Linked DNA regions of Mus musculus: all the other regions are linked to region 4. A link is a contact called in public HiChIP or PLAC-seq and promoter capture Hi-C data. All regions are on one chromosome and are shown on one strand. Each heading gives the region's core, a stretch centred on a gene start, on an enhancer-like site or on the middle of the called end of the contact. The rest is flanking DNA. Distances are from core to core; before and after follow the strand shown.

Region 1 (3,286 bases), core at 755-3,254, 300 kb after region 4:
CAGACCCAGGTGGTCTGACAAGTTATAGCAATCTTCTTTGATTCAGTTCTCTCTCTCCCCCACCACAATGACAGGGCCAGGTCCCTCTAGTACCCATTTTAAACACACCAGGAGCAGAGTATGCCCAATAGTCACCTTCAGATATGCAGAGCTGGCAAACTTGAGAAACGGTCGTACATAGCAGAGGGGAAAAGACTATCGGCAAGAGGTACAAGTGGGTACAGACAAAGCTCCCCTGGGAGAGTGGCTCGTGGCTTCTCTTTACCTGAACTCCGGCTGTGGAGGTCGGGAGCCACGAAGATGCTGAGCATGCTACTCGGAGCTTACAGGCTAATGGTGATCAGATTTAATAATTATTAGCAATCTGCACATCTTCCGCTGCCGTTGAAATAATTGCAGAAGAGAACCGGTAGAAAAGAGAACAGAGTAAATGCCTTCTCCTCTCAGCATTAAAACCCGGCAAAGCTACAGAGCTCACTGCAATTAATTAGCACTCTGTCTTATTAGTGCCTTTATCTATTCATCTCCACGCAATGCAGACACAGGGAGCTTGCTGCAGTGAGTGCCTCCACCTAGGGGACCAGGGCTTGGGTGTGGAGCTTCCAGACTAGGAGCAGGGGACAGTGAGGCTGGATAGACAGTCTTGGGTACAGAGGGCTGCCTTGACCACAGACTGGGGGACTGACTCTCCCAGGCACCGAGCCAATAGTAACAGCCCAGCGGATCTTGTATGTGCAAAGGAAAACCGACTGGCAACAAGGAGCTGGAGCGACTTGGGCTATGCTCCTGTGGCATGCTGCCAAGACCAGCTTTGTAGACACTAGAGCAGGCAACCATGCAGGGTCCCTCACTCATGTGTTCACAGGGAGCCCTCAGCTCCATGTGTTGCGCCACCTTGAGTTCCCAGCTCCCTGGATGATTCTCAGAAGCTTGCCCTCCTTTCCCTACAGCTGTGATGCTATCTGTGTTCCTGACCCAGGGAGTGCAAGATGTCATAGGGTCAGGATATGTGTGTCCCACCTTCCCCCAAGCACCCTCGAAGACTGCACTGACCTCTCACGCAGTCCCTTGCTACCAAAAACCAATTTACAGCCAAGAACGCAATGTGAGAGACCAAGAGAGCCAGACCACAAGAGAAAGGCGAAGGCTTGCTTTCTGCTTTGTGGTAGAACTCTGTCCTCTGAGCAAGAAGTCACCATCTTCATCAGCTCAGCCTTGCCTGCTCTAAAGGATCCGTCAGCATTCAGAAGGAATGGGTGGGCAGGGTTATTGGACCCTCACCTGAGTTTCCAGCAGCTCCTCCCAGCCTTTTTAATGCAGTTCTGCCTTGATTGCATTTAGTTCTGAGGGTCTCAGGAGGGTGTGTGTGTGTGCACACGTGCGTGCATGCATGCACACTGAGGAAGATTAATGGAAAAGGACTCCATCTATGTAGCTATGGAGGAAGCATCCATACTGCTGGTAGCTTTCCAATGTGGCTGCTTTGAGGTCACCTGTGCTCTGTCATTAACTTCTCACTCATGTTCTGTAAATAAGCTCACGAATTCACTGGTTCCCCCCGGGGAGGAATTTTCAAAAGACACATTTTAAACATAACAATTGTGTGTCTTCACTATGAACTGGGCTCTACAAACATGACCCAGTCCACTGCCTCTAGGTGAGCTCTTGAGGGTGTTTTACAGGTCTCGGTCTGCTTATCTGGGACTTCTGCATCCAACCCCTTGACAGACACATTGAATCTGCCATGTGCAGGCCTCAGCTATGGCCTTCTGACAGGGATGGGATGAAAGTCACTGACCACTTCACAAGCTATAGTCTTCAAGCTCAGTCACCTCTTCATTGTGACAGTCTGTGTCCACCTCATTAGCTGGAGAAATCCCCAAGTCCAAACTGTTTTTAACAATGTAGTGAAAGATGCCCAGTGGCAGCCTGGGAAAGCCAGTCCTGGCTGGAATGAGCTTAGCTGGGGAAAGTGGAGACTCAGCCGCCTGGGGGACTGGCAGCGTTTGGCTCATCCATAGGGAAGGTTCTATGTCCATGGTGATGCCAAATGGAGGTCAAACAGATGCAGCTGGAGGAATGCAGCTGGCTGAACTCCTGAATGTAATTGTTCACCAGTTCGTTAAAGTCTCAGAGCCGCACGGATGTAAAATGGGTACTCTAGGCAGAGAGAGAGAGAGAGAGAGAGAGAGAGAGAGAGAGAGAGAGAGAGAGAGAGAGAGAGAATGCACTTACAAGGCCAGTAAACAGGCACCCAGAAGCACAGAGTAGAAGTAGAAAAGCCAACCTGATGAGCATCACTGCTGTGGACAACCAGCCTCTATTCCACTAGGGAGCCCAGAAGGGCAACTCTCAGAAAGACAATAGTGGACATGTGTACCCACTCTGATGGTTAGCTTTATTTGTCAACTTGACCCAACCTAGAATCAATCAGCAAAAGAGTCTTAATGGTGGGTTGTCTATATAGAAATAGCCTGTGGATAAATCTGTTGGGAATTGTGTTCAGTTAATTGATGTGGGAAGACCCAGCCCACTGAAGGAGGCACCATTCCCTAGGCAGGGGCTCCTGAACTGTGTAAGAGTGGAGAGATCGAGCCGAGCACAAGCAAGCAAGCTGAGTGTGTGTGTGTGTGTATTCATTTCCCTCTGCTCTTGCATGGGTCTGATGTGACCATGACTCATGCTCTGTCCTCCGTGACTTCCCCAAGGTGATGGACTTTAACCTTGGAATCGTGAGAGAAAATAAGCCCTTCCTGCTCTGAGTTGCTTGTTATCAGTGCATTTTATCACAACAGAAATGAAACTACAACACCTGCCAACCCCTATCCCTGGGGTATCGGCTTCCCTAAGTGTTTGAGCTGCAGATACCAGCTGGCAAATTCCTGCAGGTGGTAGTGGAGGAGTCTAGGAGAAAAGCGAAGCATCCAACAGTGCTGGAGACAGCTGTGTCCTGGCTCCTTATGGGCGTGGTACGTAGGAGCCTTACTACACCTGTAACAAGCATTATTAACATCCGCACCTTGCAGAGGAGAACCTTGAGGAGCCGGATGTTATGATAACAAGGGAAGGAAATCAGTATGATCTTTCTTGCTAGGATAGAATTCTTAACAACAATCAACCTAGCAGAGAAAGGGGCTTATTCCATCTCATAATTCACGGTCTCTCATGGCAGGAAAGGCATGGTGGCAAGATCATAAGGAAGCTGGTCACGTGACATCTGCAAGTCAGACGCTAAGAGAGATGAATCCTGGTGCCTAACTCATGACTTAGTTGGATCGCGCTGCTG
Region 2 (3,626 bases), core at 150-2,649, 350 kb before region 4:
TAGGGAGGCAATCAGCAAAATTCAGGGCTGTGGAAAATGCATGGGATGAATGACTAAGTTTCTTCACCAAATAAATCATGAGGAGAGAGAGAGGAAGGGAAGGGAGGGAGAGAGAGAGAGAGAGAGAGAGAGAGAGAGAGAGAGACAGGGGGAGAGAGAGAGAGAAGGGAGAGAGAGAGAGGAGAGAGAGAGAGGAAGGAGGGAGGAAGGGGAGAGAGAGAGAGAGAGAGAGAGAGAGAGAGAGAGAGAGAGAGAGAGAGAGAGAATGGGATGGGGAGACTCTAAGATCAGTGGAGACTTTAACCCACGGCCTTCATCTAGATCTAAGAACACATAAATCAGTCAGTCGCAGGAAGTGGTTGGGAGGCAATCAAAGAAATCCAAAGGCTGGCAGGACGCATAATGATGGGATGGTTGACATTTTTAGGTATGGTTGTTTTTAATAGAGAGAGCTTGTAGAGACTCTTTCTCTACAAGGACATTTACAGACGGTGTGATGAACTGCCTGAGATTCACTTCGGCAAGTTGCTCAGGATGGGCTAAGGGCTGGGAGGAGCTCGGAGGAGGTGGAGACTGCCAGGAGGAGGAGGAGACTGCCACTTGGTCACGTTGAAGCTGGAGATGGGTGTAAGGTGGACATTTGAGTCTTCCCCCCAACTTGTGTAGATGTCCGAACATTCTAACAACTTAAAGGATATTCTATCTGATCACATGTACAGATGGGACAACCATTGCATCCCCCTATTCTGAAGGCTAACGAAGCGAAGAGAAAAGACCTCAACTTTGATTCACTTGTACTTCAAAACAAAACCGAAAACAAGCTGAAGGTATCAGTTTACAATAAAACACAGGGATGAGAGTATAGCTCAGTTGGTAGAGTGCTCGCCTGGTGTGCCTGAAGCCCTGGGTTCAATCCCCAGGACTACATAGACTAGATGTTATAAACCTAGGACCTGGAAAGTGGAGGCAGGAGGATCAGAAGTTCACAGGCACTTGCACGAGAGAATGAGCAGAGGATGTAGCTGGTTGCCTGGTATTGGGTAAGCCCCCATTAGTGTGACAATACGCTATTGCTGCCCCATGAGTTTGTTGTATGCTCAAAATATCAGGCAGCTGACGGTCACTGGCCCATCTACACAGCTCCTGAGTACAGGAGAAAGTTGGGATGAAGCAGGGTTGGGGGGCTTCTGCGGTATCTTCTTGTTCTGGGTCACCGCAGGCTATTGCCCTAGTTGTCCTGGCCACTTGGTGGCCTTTCAGCCCTTGGAGGGCTTTTCATCTTAGAAGCTTGTAGCTCGTCCCTCCCACATGTAGAATAAAACTTGTGCTTAGGCTTGGCAGCCAGAAGCTAATTGTTCCCAGCTCGGCCTCTGTGTTCCATGGCCATGCAGACCTCCTTCCCTCCCCCGAGTCCCAATTAGCAGCTTTTTTTCCAGCCAGTCAGCAACTGCAAGCTTGGGCTACAGCCCCTATCCCAGGAAGATTCTTTTTGGCCCGTGCTCTCTGCCTTCGTGGGATTGAAAGTGCTGTGGCCCAGTGGCTCCAGCTCTGGTCTCTAGGTTGCTTCTAACACAAGTAGAAGATTCTTTTTGCAAAATAATCTCACTCCTTTCCTCTCCAGCCTCCCAAGCTACCAAGTCGTAACGGTGCAGACGCTTGTCCTTGTGGTACATGTGCAGCCTCGGGGCAGAGGACTCAGGGATATGGCAGTTGTCACCTTGCTATCACTGGACCCTGAGCTAAACCCCAGAGTTTGTAATTTTCTCTCCTTTCTCCTGGCTTTCCAGCCCCTTAAATCCTCTGCTTCTTTTTTTTTTTTCACACCTGGAAATGACCCTGTGACATCTGTCTACCTACCTCCTGCTGAGGTCAGAAGCTTCCAAACATGGCGTTGGCCTATGCTACCTGGTGTGTCTTCAGTTCTCTCAGAGGACAGCAGGCCTCCTTGTGGGAGGAGTAGGGGACCCCAGGCCTGGGATGCAGGACAGGAGGACTGAGAAGTCCTGATGCCCAGCAGTTAAACTGGCCAGACAACCCAGCCAGCATTCGTATGGCTACAGCTCAGACGCTTCTATTAGTCATTGGCTAGACCGTGTCTGTACTGAACTCATGTGCCGAAGTTTTAAGCTGGACTCCCAGAGTGTTTGGAACTTGGGCCCTTAAAGTGCTGCTTAAAGTTGAGTGATGTCATCAGGGACAGGCCCTAGCCCAGTGTGACTGGCACTTTTGCAAGAAGAGGGGATGAGACCACAGATACTCATGAACATATAAGGAGAGAGAGTGACATCCACACTCTAATCTAAGACATTAGTCGACAAGAGGCAAGCTGGGGTTTGTAGTTCAACTCTGTCCTAATCCCGAGGCTTTACCCTCACTGTGTTTGGGGTCAAGTACAGCCAGTGGCATGTGACAGTCATACCATAGAGGTAAGGAGTGAGTGACTGGGGCATTGTTTTGATGGACTACCTCAATGGCCAGGAGTCCACGCCTTGTTTGTGGCTGGAGTTGCTGAGGACAGCCTCTTTCTGGTGACAGCTGGGGCACAGTGTGCTCTCCCAGAATCTTCTATGTAACCTTGAAAGTCACTGGGGGCGGGGTGTCCCCTGCTTTTATCTGTGACCTCTGTCTGCTGGAGTCTGGTTTCAGAAGCCCACAGTGATTTTACTGCTCTTCCCTGGAGCCCCCCACCCCACCCCTCAGCCCTAACACCCTGAGCTCCTCCTGGCTTCCTTTCAAGGAGAGAAGAGACCCTCATCTACCTTGTAGCCCTGGTTGATGCCGTTGATGAACTGCGGGCTTGGGGCATTCCAGGTGAATCGGATGGTTGTAGAATTTGTGGCTTCTGCATGCACATTGCCCGGGGGCACCGTGGGAACTAGAGGAAATAGAGAAACTGGTTGTAGCTGAGGGGTTTCCCCCCCACCCCAACCTCTGTACCTGTTCGTCTGGTTCAGTGTGGTAGAGGACACAGGCAGACTCTAAAGGCAATGCTTGTCAAACCCAAGGGCCCCCTTCCTCTCCCACTCTCTGGATTAACTCAAGTTCATTAAATTTGTCTGATCTGGGCTGGAGAGATGGCTCAGTGGTTAAGAGCACTGACTGCTCTTCCAGAGGTCCTGAGTTCAATTCCCAGCAACCACATGGTTGCTCACAACCATCTGTAATGAGATCCAATGCTCTCTTCTGCTGTGTCTGAAGATAGCAACAGTGTACTCAAATAAAATAAATAAAAGAATCTTCTTTTAAAAAAATTGTCTGATCCACCTCCCAAGCTGTCTTGTTACCCAGTTAATGTCAAAATACCATAGAAGGTTCCTACACCTCTTTCCACATGACTCCTAACCACTCTCTCCTCCTCCCCTCAGCCATCTGCTCCATGGGAGCCAGGTGTAAGGTGGAGATGTCACCTAAGCGCCATTACGAAGGCCCAGGTGAAACCAGCAATGTGGGCTGGGGTGCTCATAACTGAACATGTGGATTACCCAGAGGGCATTGTGGCCCAACAGACCTAGGGGCCTGCAGAAAAGGACGCACCTGGTCTTCCATGGCCCCTGTCTCCACCCACCTCCCTGCAGCGTCCACTCGGTGACTTTGCTGCTGTAGACACCCAGCCCGGCGCTGTTGTA
Region 3 (3,629 bases), core at 393-2,892, 480 kb after region 4:
CCCTGTGCTTCAACTGCCCTCACTTCCCTTACAAGGTTCAGGCCAGCCTGGGCTACATTGTTCCAGGAAATCAGGACTATAGCAAGACCTGTCTTACTAGAAAAGACTGGGTGTAGGCCTATAAGTCTTAGCTGTACAGGGATGTGGGCTTTTCAAGTCCACAGAACATTTCCATCAACTCAGAAGCCGCTCCCCGACCCTGGCCACTGGGAAGCAGCCACAGCCCAGCCCGGCCCTTGCACTGCAGATCTTGGGGTTTCCTGACTGGATTCCCTTTCTCCCCTGCCCATTAGTCCCTCACCCCACAAGATTTCTACCCACCATGGAATCCTCTGGAGACATCAGCCTAACTGTTCCCTGTGGAGGCACCCCCCAAGCTAGCCACCCTCATGCCAGCTCAGGACAAAAGCACTGGACGTGTTTATAATCACCGAGGTTTAGAGCCTCCCCTCCCTACTAAACACGTGGAAAGACAGGAAACTGGAAAGAGACTTTGCTCATCACTAGGTGTCCTAGGCTCGGGAGGATTCCTAGACAATCCTGGACTAGCGAGACATCTGTGAGAACAAGGTGGGTTAGGGGGTTGATGGTGCCTCGGCTGTCCGGGGCAGATGTAGCAGCCAGGCTCTAGCAACTATAGAACAGAGCTGACTGTGAGAAGTCCTAGCGGCCAGGGAGCAGGGAAGCACTCCTAGCAAGGTTCTTTGATAGAGCAAGAGTGCCTGTTTTAGGGGCACCACAGCACCTAGTTAGAAATTCTCCCTGCCCTCTCTGGGGTCTCCTTTCCTTCCTCTGCCTGCAGCACTAAGCATCCTCCCTCCAGCTGGCTCCCCAGCGCTGTGCCCAACCAAGCCTGGCCCTGACTTGGCTCTCGAGTTTGCCACCTAACGTGTTGACTGGTACCTGCCCACCACCTACCTCCTGCTTAAGACCCTTGTGCAAGCCGGGCGGTGGTGGCGCACGCCTTTAATCCCAGCACTTGGGAGGCAGAGACAGGCGGATTTCTGAGTTCGAGGCCAGCCTGGTCTACAAAGTGAGTTCCAGGACAGCCAGGACTACAGAGAAACCCTGTCTCGAAAAACCAAAAAAAAAAAAAAAAAAAAAAAAAAAAAAAAGACCCTTGTGCTCCCAGCTTCAAGGCCAGGCTGCTCTACATAATGAGTTCCAGGACAGAAAGCATAGTGAGGCCCAGTCTGGGGAATAATTAATAATAATAATAGTAATAGTAGAATGAATTAGGGACTAGCCCAGCCTCCTAGGTAATGATTACTAATTATCCACTGGCTCTTTAGTCTTTTTTTCAAAATCTTGCCTTTTTTTTAAGATCAGGTCTCACATAGCCCAGGCTGGCCTCCAACTCATAACAGACCTGAGGAAGACCTTTGAATTCTTGATCCTTCTGCCTTACCATCCTAAGGCACGCACCATCAAACCTGGGCCACTATTCTGATGTTGATAGCAAGGATCAGGGCATGTTTTTGAGCCCAATTTCTGGAGTGGGTGTGTGTGTCCAGGAATTGGCTCAAGAGGAGGGGTGGGGCAGGGCCCGAGGTGGGGGCGGGACCTGAGCAGAGCCTCGTGCATGGTGGGGCGTGTCCTCGCCTAGGGCTGGATATGGGGCGGGGTTTAGGCGAGGCGGGGCCGGGTCGCTTCCGAGCCGGGTAGTGGTGGTAGCGGCGTTGGCAGGGGCAGTGGACCCGCTGCAGCTTGTGCAAGCCATGCCGGCGGCGCGAGTGGAGTACATCGCGCCCTGGTGGGTCGTGTGGCTGCACAGCGTTCCGCACCTCGGCCTGCGCCTGCAGCGAGTAGACAGCACCTTCAGCCCCGGCGACGAAACTTACCAGGAGGTAAGCCCATGAGCCGAGCCACGGAGAGGGACCCTTAGAGTGAGAGCCAGAGCCGGCCTGCGCTCGCCCAGGTCCCACTCCTTTCTCTCTTGCCTCGGCATCCCGCGCTCTCCGCGCTTCTCAGACCCCCTTGGTCCCCATTTGGGCCCTCTCAGCTCTCCCGGGTTCCTTGGCCGGGACGCTCGACCTAGCTGGAAATCTCGGAGTTGGTAAAGCTGGAAACACTGGGGAAGAAGAGGAAGGACGCGGAGGCTGCGCTCGGGTGGCGGGGGCTGAGCCTTCCAAAGACTTACAGTGGGGGTGGGGCATCTGAATCGGCGTGACTGGCGGCCGAGGTGTGTGGGTGCTTAGAGGTGCTGCAAAGTTCCCCTTCTGAGACTCCCGACACCAGACGATTTCTCTCCCGGCCCTGATGGCCTGAGAAAAAGTTTAGGCAGAAACCGACTTGAGTCTCCGGAGTCCTTTGCGCTCCTTTCCCCAGCCCCAGCCCCAGCCTGAAGGGTAGCAGCCACTGCCAATACCTCTGCCTTGGCTTCTTCACAAAGGCTGCGGGGCTGAAAGAAGCGGCGTGGGTGACTAATCTCTTGGATGCCAAAACCCCACAGCTGTTGGAGTCCAGGATGGAAGGTGGCTTCAGATCCACCCCGTCTCGCACCACGTCCAGCATCTACCCCGTCTGTTCTGGTGTTCCTTCCCTATAAACTTCTAGGCTCTGAAATTCTGAGGTCTTGGTTCCCGGGCCAGCTACCCTCCTTATCTTTATACTTCTTAACTGTCCCTGATGAAGGGGGACGTTCCCTTGCGGGTTTGGAGGTCAGGTCCAGGCTTCTGACCTCCTTTCCAGACCCTGCAACGGTCTCTCAGCAGATCTCAGCCGCGGTTAAACCCACGGCGGCCTCTGCGGCCCGGCTGAGTCAGTTCCCTCTGCTGGGTCAAAGATTCAGGGGCTGAGGCGACTTGGGAGGAGGCCCATTATTAGTTCAGAGCACTGTGCTCATGTTGGACTTTGACCTGCAGTGGTTGGCACGGTGTCCTAATCTCCATAGTGGGGCATCTGGCTGAGCAGGGCTTCTCTAGACTGCCCAGGAGTGGCTTCTTGTCCTCCCAGATTGTCCTCGTTCTGAGGCCAGGGGCTCCCGAACCGTGTGCTGTGCTCTGCCCAAGAAGAGCCAGTACCCCAGAGTCTAATTATAACTTTCAATGGCTCTACTACTTGCGGGCTTGGGCTGTTGGTTTCTGTTCTTCTGGGAGGATGGGACCCCCTTTGTGCTACTGGAGGCACTGTCAGCCCTAGGCACTGCAGCCGCCCCCGCCCCCCCCCACCCCCGACCCCCCTCGCCCCCCCAGTCTTGTCTGGCCCTGGAAGGAAGACTTGTTCCCTGAGGCCTGGTGGCTACTGGCAAAGCACCAGGGAGTCTTCCTTCAGCTAATGCTTAAAAGGGGACGGATATGGTTTCCGAACAGCTGTGTTGGGGGTGTGGAGAGAGCCCTGGGTCCCAACCATATTTTCTCCTCTCTCCTGGAAGAAATCTAGCCCCTCAGCTGGGTCAAGGGACCTCTGGCTTGGAAGGGGTTGACTCGGGCTCTCCCTCACCCCCACAGCCTGAGCCTGACCCCACCCACCCCAGTCTAGGGATAGGCAGGTGTGTGGTGCTGGTGAGTCCCACTCATGGTCCTTGCTCCCAGGGTCCTGACCCCCAAACCTTTTGCTCCAGTTCTTTCCCAGGACAACTGCGCCTGCCCCGCCCCTGCCCCCATCCTAGTTCAGCTAGTAATAGCAAA
Region 4 (3,322 bases), core at 168-2,667:
AGCATCCCTTAGTTGGCTCAACACACGAAAAACATTATCAACTCAACGCATAATGAATCCCAAGGAATTATTCATAAGCTCTCCTGCATTCCCTTTCCTATACAAAATCACCAAAACCCGGTGTGTATCTCGCTGACCCAGTTCCTGGGGCTCCGTGGCCACCGCATGGGACACAGAAGCCAAGGCTCACCTCTGCCACCGAGTTCAAAGACACAGTCTCCTGTGAACTCTTCCAGCGCACACATCTGGAAATCAGGCAAGGGTTCTGGGCAGGTCCATGGGTGTCTTAGGATGCCGTTGTTGTTTGTCCTGGTAGTAAGATGTTTGATCTCTCTGCCTCCACCTCTCTCTCTCTCTCTCTCTCTCTCTCTCTCTCGTGTGTGTGTGTGTGTGTGTGTGTGTGTGTGTGGTGTGTGTGTGTGAGAGAGAGAGGTGGGGGAGAGGTAAGAGAAGAGAGAAGAAGGGAGAGGACAGAGGGACACCTTGGCCTTTAATGGCCAAGCTAGCTCCTGGTTTTGAGACAGCTTCTGTTTGGCCCAGGGCTTGCTGGTTAGCCTAGGCTGGGTGGCCAATGGGCCTCCAGAAGGGTTCTACTTAACTCCATCTCCCCAGTGTTGGGATTAAGAGAACATGACACTGAGCTGGGTTCTTTGTAGTTTTGTAGGTTCTGGGCATTGAACTAAAGTTCTCCTGCTTACATGGCAAGCCTTCACTGCCTGAGCCATCTCTCCAGCCTGCCTCAGTTTCTTCCTATAGAAAATAAGAACAATCCCGGACTTCCTTGAGATTGTCTGAGGAGGAAGGTCACTTCCTTCTGTCCAGAGGGTGAGGGCAGGTGGGGCTTGAGCACCTCAGAGCTGCTCCCACCAGTTCCCACCGTGCCCCCCTCCCCTGGTTCTTCCAGCGTCTGCTCACACCTGCAGTTCCAGCATTCTCGAGGTGGAAGGGTCAGAAGTTCCAGGTTATCCTTGGCTACATAGCAAGAAATGTGTCAAGGAGACTGAGATGGCTCCCTGGCTCCAGACATGAACACCACAGAGAAGACCGCAGTCACAGAGCAGAAAACATACAAAACTAGGCGCTTGTGGAAATGTGGTTCATATGACGGGCCTGTCCAGTGTATCGACACTTCAAGCTCTGTGAGCCCACGGAAGACTTAGGCAGTCCTGGGATAGCTTTCTTTACTGTCTTCAGTTTAAAGATGAGAAAACAGAGGCACAGAGAGGTGAGGTATTTTGTCTGATGTCACACAGCTGGAGAAGCTTGTGTAGAGCATCATCAAGATGCCAACCTTTCTCTGCCACCCTTGAAACTTAAAAGTCTGTTGTTACCTGGAAACAATATCCAAGGAGATGGCAAAGTTGGGAGGCGGCTCAGTAACTGACAATGGGGAGACAAGATGCTGTCTGGCACCATCACAGTTAGTTGGTCCAGATGGTGGAAAGCCTGTATCCAATACCTGGAGTGGTGGGAACAGGAAGAGGTGAGGACAGACAGGTGAAATTTCTCAGTAATGGTTCTGTGAAGGGGGAAGAAGGGGTGTCTCGCTCCACCCAAAGGGAGGGCTCAGGGAAGGGAAGCCTATGACTTCATCACTGGGCCCACGCCAATGACATCACCAGAAGGGCAAGGAGCCAGGCTCAGCAAGTTATTTATGGAAACGGCTGGCGGCCAGGCACAGCTCCTGAGCTGTTTCAGATGTGGTTGGATAAAGCTTCCAGCTGGCCCAGTGGGGCCTCCAAGGCCTGCAGGCAGGCGGAGGAGGAAGGCTGGAGGAATCCAGCAGCTGGGGGCAGGGCTCCAGCAGAGATCATCAGAGTTCCAGGCTTCTTCCTTCTTGGGATCTGCTCATCTCTACCCATGCTCATCAAGGGCTTCCCTGCAGATCGGGCTGGCTGAACTCAGAGAGGACAGCATGTGTGTCTGCCTTCGTGTGCACCGAGGGCATGTCTGTGCACAAGACTGTAGTATGGGCTTGCCGGTCCATAGGGACACACACTCTGCTCCCTTCCACACTGGTACCTTGAGTGGTCCTGAGTGAGTATACAGATCTGTGCCTCCTTGCACGTGTATGTGCATGCGTGCATGGGGGTTGGGAGGCAGAGTGCCCAGGGAGAGCGGGGAGGAGAAGAGCCGCCCGGGAGCGAGATCACAGCAGGAAGCTGGGGAAATATCATTTCAGCCCAAGATCCAGAGGCACTTACAGAAGCTTCAGCAAAACCAGACAAAACTTCCTTTCAATCCATTTATCAAAACTGCCCGCAGCTCCGCTTCGGAGCAGGTACAACAAGAATAAAATATTGAGCACAACCAGCAACCGCGAGACTGGAGGAGGCCAATAAATAAGAAGTTACTGAGGAGCTCGCCCTGACCCTGACGGTTTGCTTTGCCGGTCCCTCCACCTATCTCGTCCTGTGATCTTATGGGTGATGGCAGGAGGGAGGATGGCAGGGGCCCCACTGGGGTGTTTTTGATGAGCTGGGGATATGAGAGTAACTCAGCCCTATGAAGACAAGCTTCAGTGAGGCAGCTGCAGGAGCTCTTCTCACATTTCTTGGGCTGGCTAACTGCCTTCCTTCTCATAATCCCCTGAGGATGGGCTGGAGAGCTGGCTCAGTGGGTAAAGATGCTTGCAGACAAGACTTACTCCCTGAGTTCGATCCCCTGGAGCCACATAGGAGAACTGACTCCTGCCTGTTGTCCTCTGACCTCCACATGCAGATGCTGGTATGCACACTGACACACACAAATATGTGTAGTAAAGCTTTTCAAAATTCTCCAAAAGGAAACTGAATCCATGCAATCTTGAGTGGCCTGGTTGTTCAAGAGAGCATTGAAGTGAGAATAGGGTCAGGAAGCAACCAAGGGGCTTGAACTCAGTCCCCAAGCTAAGACCCTCCATTCCCATGCCCTGTTATGTGCACCTTTTAGATGGTAAGTGGAGGGATGGACATGCATCCGGGTGAGAGTCCCTCTCCCAGACCACCTGTCCTCCATTCTAGATAGAGAAGCCAACCATCTTATAAATGTTCCTGCATGGGGCCTGTGTAACAGAATGTCTTGATTTCTTCTTCCTTCATGTCCACAGAATGATGGGATCTGCTTTCTTTCCATCTATGCCCCCCGTTTACCCAGGTGCTCAGGGACCCATTCATACCACCACCCTGTTGCCTGCCTTCCCACCACCACTGTCCCCCAAGGCTCCATCGATAACAGTCTGAGTGGTTGGAGGATGCACCTCAATGCTACGATCTCTAAGGACAGGAGAAAATGCCTGGAAGGTGCCTCGAGGCAGTGGCACTGGGACACTGTTCTCTGATAC

The links. Promoter capture Hi-C pulls out the DNA fragments that hold promoters and counts their contacts. HiChIP or PLAC-seq counts read pairs in DNA pulled down with a chosen protein or histone mark.
Region 1: a contact with region 4 is called in an H3K27ac HiChIP or PLAC-seq map of VIP interneurons, with 5 times the contacts expected there. The contact joins the enhancer-like site here to the promoter of 1700092K14Rik in region 4. A contact is called at or near these places in 3 of 39 promoter capture datasets (the HPC-7 cell line, cranial neural crest and liver) and 2 of 115 datasets of contacts at active chromatin or transcription factors (VIP interneurons and embryonic stem cells).
Region 2: a promoter capture Hi-C map of cranial neural crest shows a contact between it and region 4, with 6 times the contacts expected there. The contact joins the enhancer-like site here to the promoter of 1700092K14Rik in region 4. A contact is called at or near these places in 8 of 39 promoter capture datasets (the HPC-7 cell line, cranial neural crest, embryonic stem cells and 4 more), 2 of 484 Hi-C or Micro-C datasets (the HPC-7 cell line and embryonic stem cells) and 1 of 9 other capture datasets (embryonic stem cells).
Region 3: a contact with region 4 is called in an H3K4me3 HiChIP or PLAC-seq map of forebrain, with 3 times the contacts expected there. The contact joins the promoter of Ttyh2 here to the promoter of 1700092K14Rik in region 4. A contact is called at or near these places in 1 of 39 promoter capture datasets (neural stem cells), 11 of 115 datasets of contacts at active chromatin or transcription factors (the SCID.adh cell line, T-cell acute lymphoblastic leukemia, astrocytes and 8 more) and 1 of 9 other capture datasets (embryonic stem cells).

Annotation. Positions count from the first base shown.
Region 1 is chr11:114,495,052-114,498,337 of GRCm38.p6, forward strand. All of the region lies in intron 1 of Gm39472 (a long non-coding RNA gene), which reads left to right. Among named protein-coding and RNA genes, the nearest start is that of Gm39472, 7.5 kb to the left of the region's middle. Within about 2 kb of position 2,005, at least 8 of the 459 cell types and tissues checked have an H3K27ac peak or open chromatin away from gene starts, as enhancers often do. A contact at or near this core is called in VIP interneurons, where this site is marked.
Region 2 is chr11:113,848,137-113,851,762 of GRCm38.p6, forward strand. Sdk2 (sidekick cell adhesion molecule 2) reads right to left here. Exons shown (of 45, transcript NM_172800.3): 17 at 3,566-3,626; 18 at 2,760-2,875. Among named protein-coding and RNA genes, the nearest start is that of Gm51930, 46 kb to the left of the region's middle. Within about 2 kb of position 1,400, at least 5 of the 459 cell types and tissues checked have an H3K27ac peak or open chromatin away from gene starts, as enhancers often do.
Region 3 is chr11:114,673,826-114,677,454 of GRCm38.p6, forward strand. It overlaps Ttyh2 (tweety family member 2), which reads left to right and starts at 1,643. Exons shown (of 14, transcript NM_053273.2): 1 at 1,643-1,847. The coding sequence starts at 1,719.
Region 4 is chr11:114,196,841-114,200,162 of GRCm38.p6, forward strand. It overlaps 1700092K14Rik (RIKEN cDNA 1700092K14 gene), which reads left to right and starts at 1,418. Exons shown (of 3, transcript NR_045930.1): 1 at 1,418-1,483; 2 at 1,886-2,037; 3 at 2,183-2,359.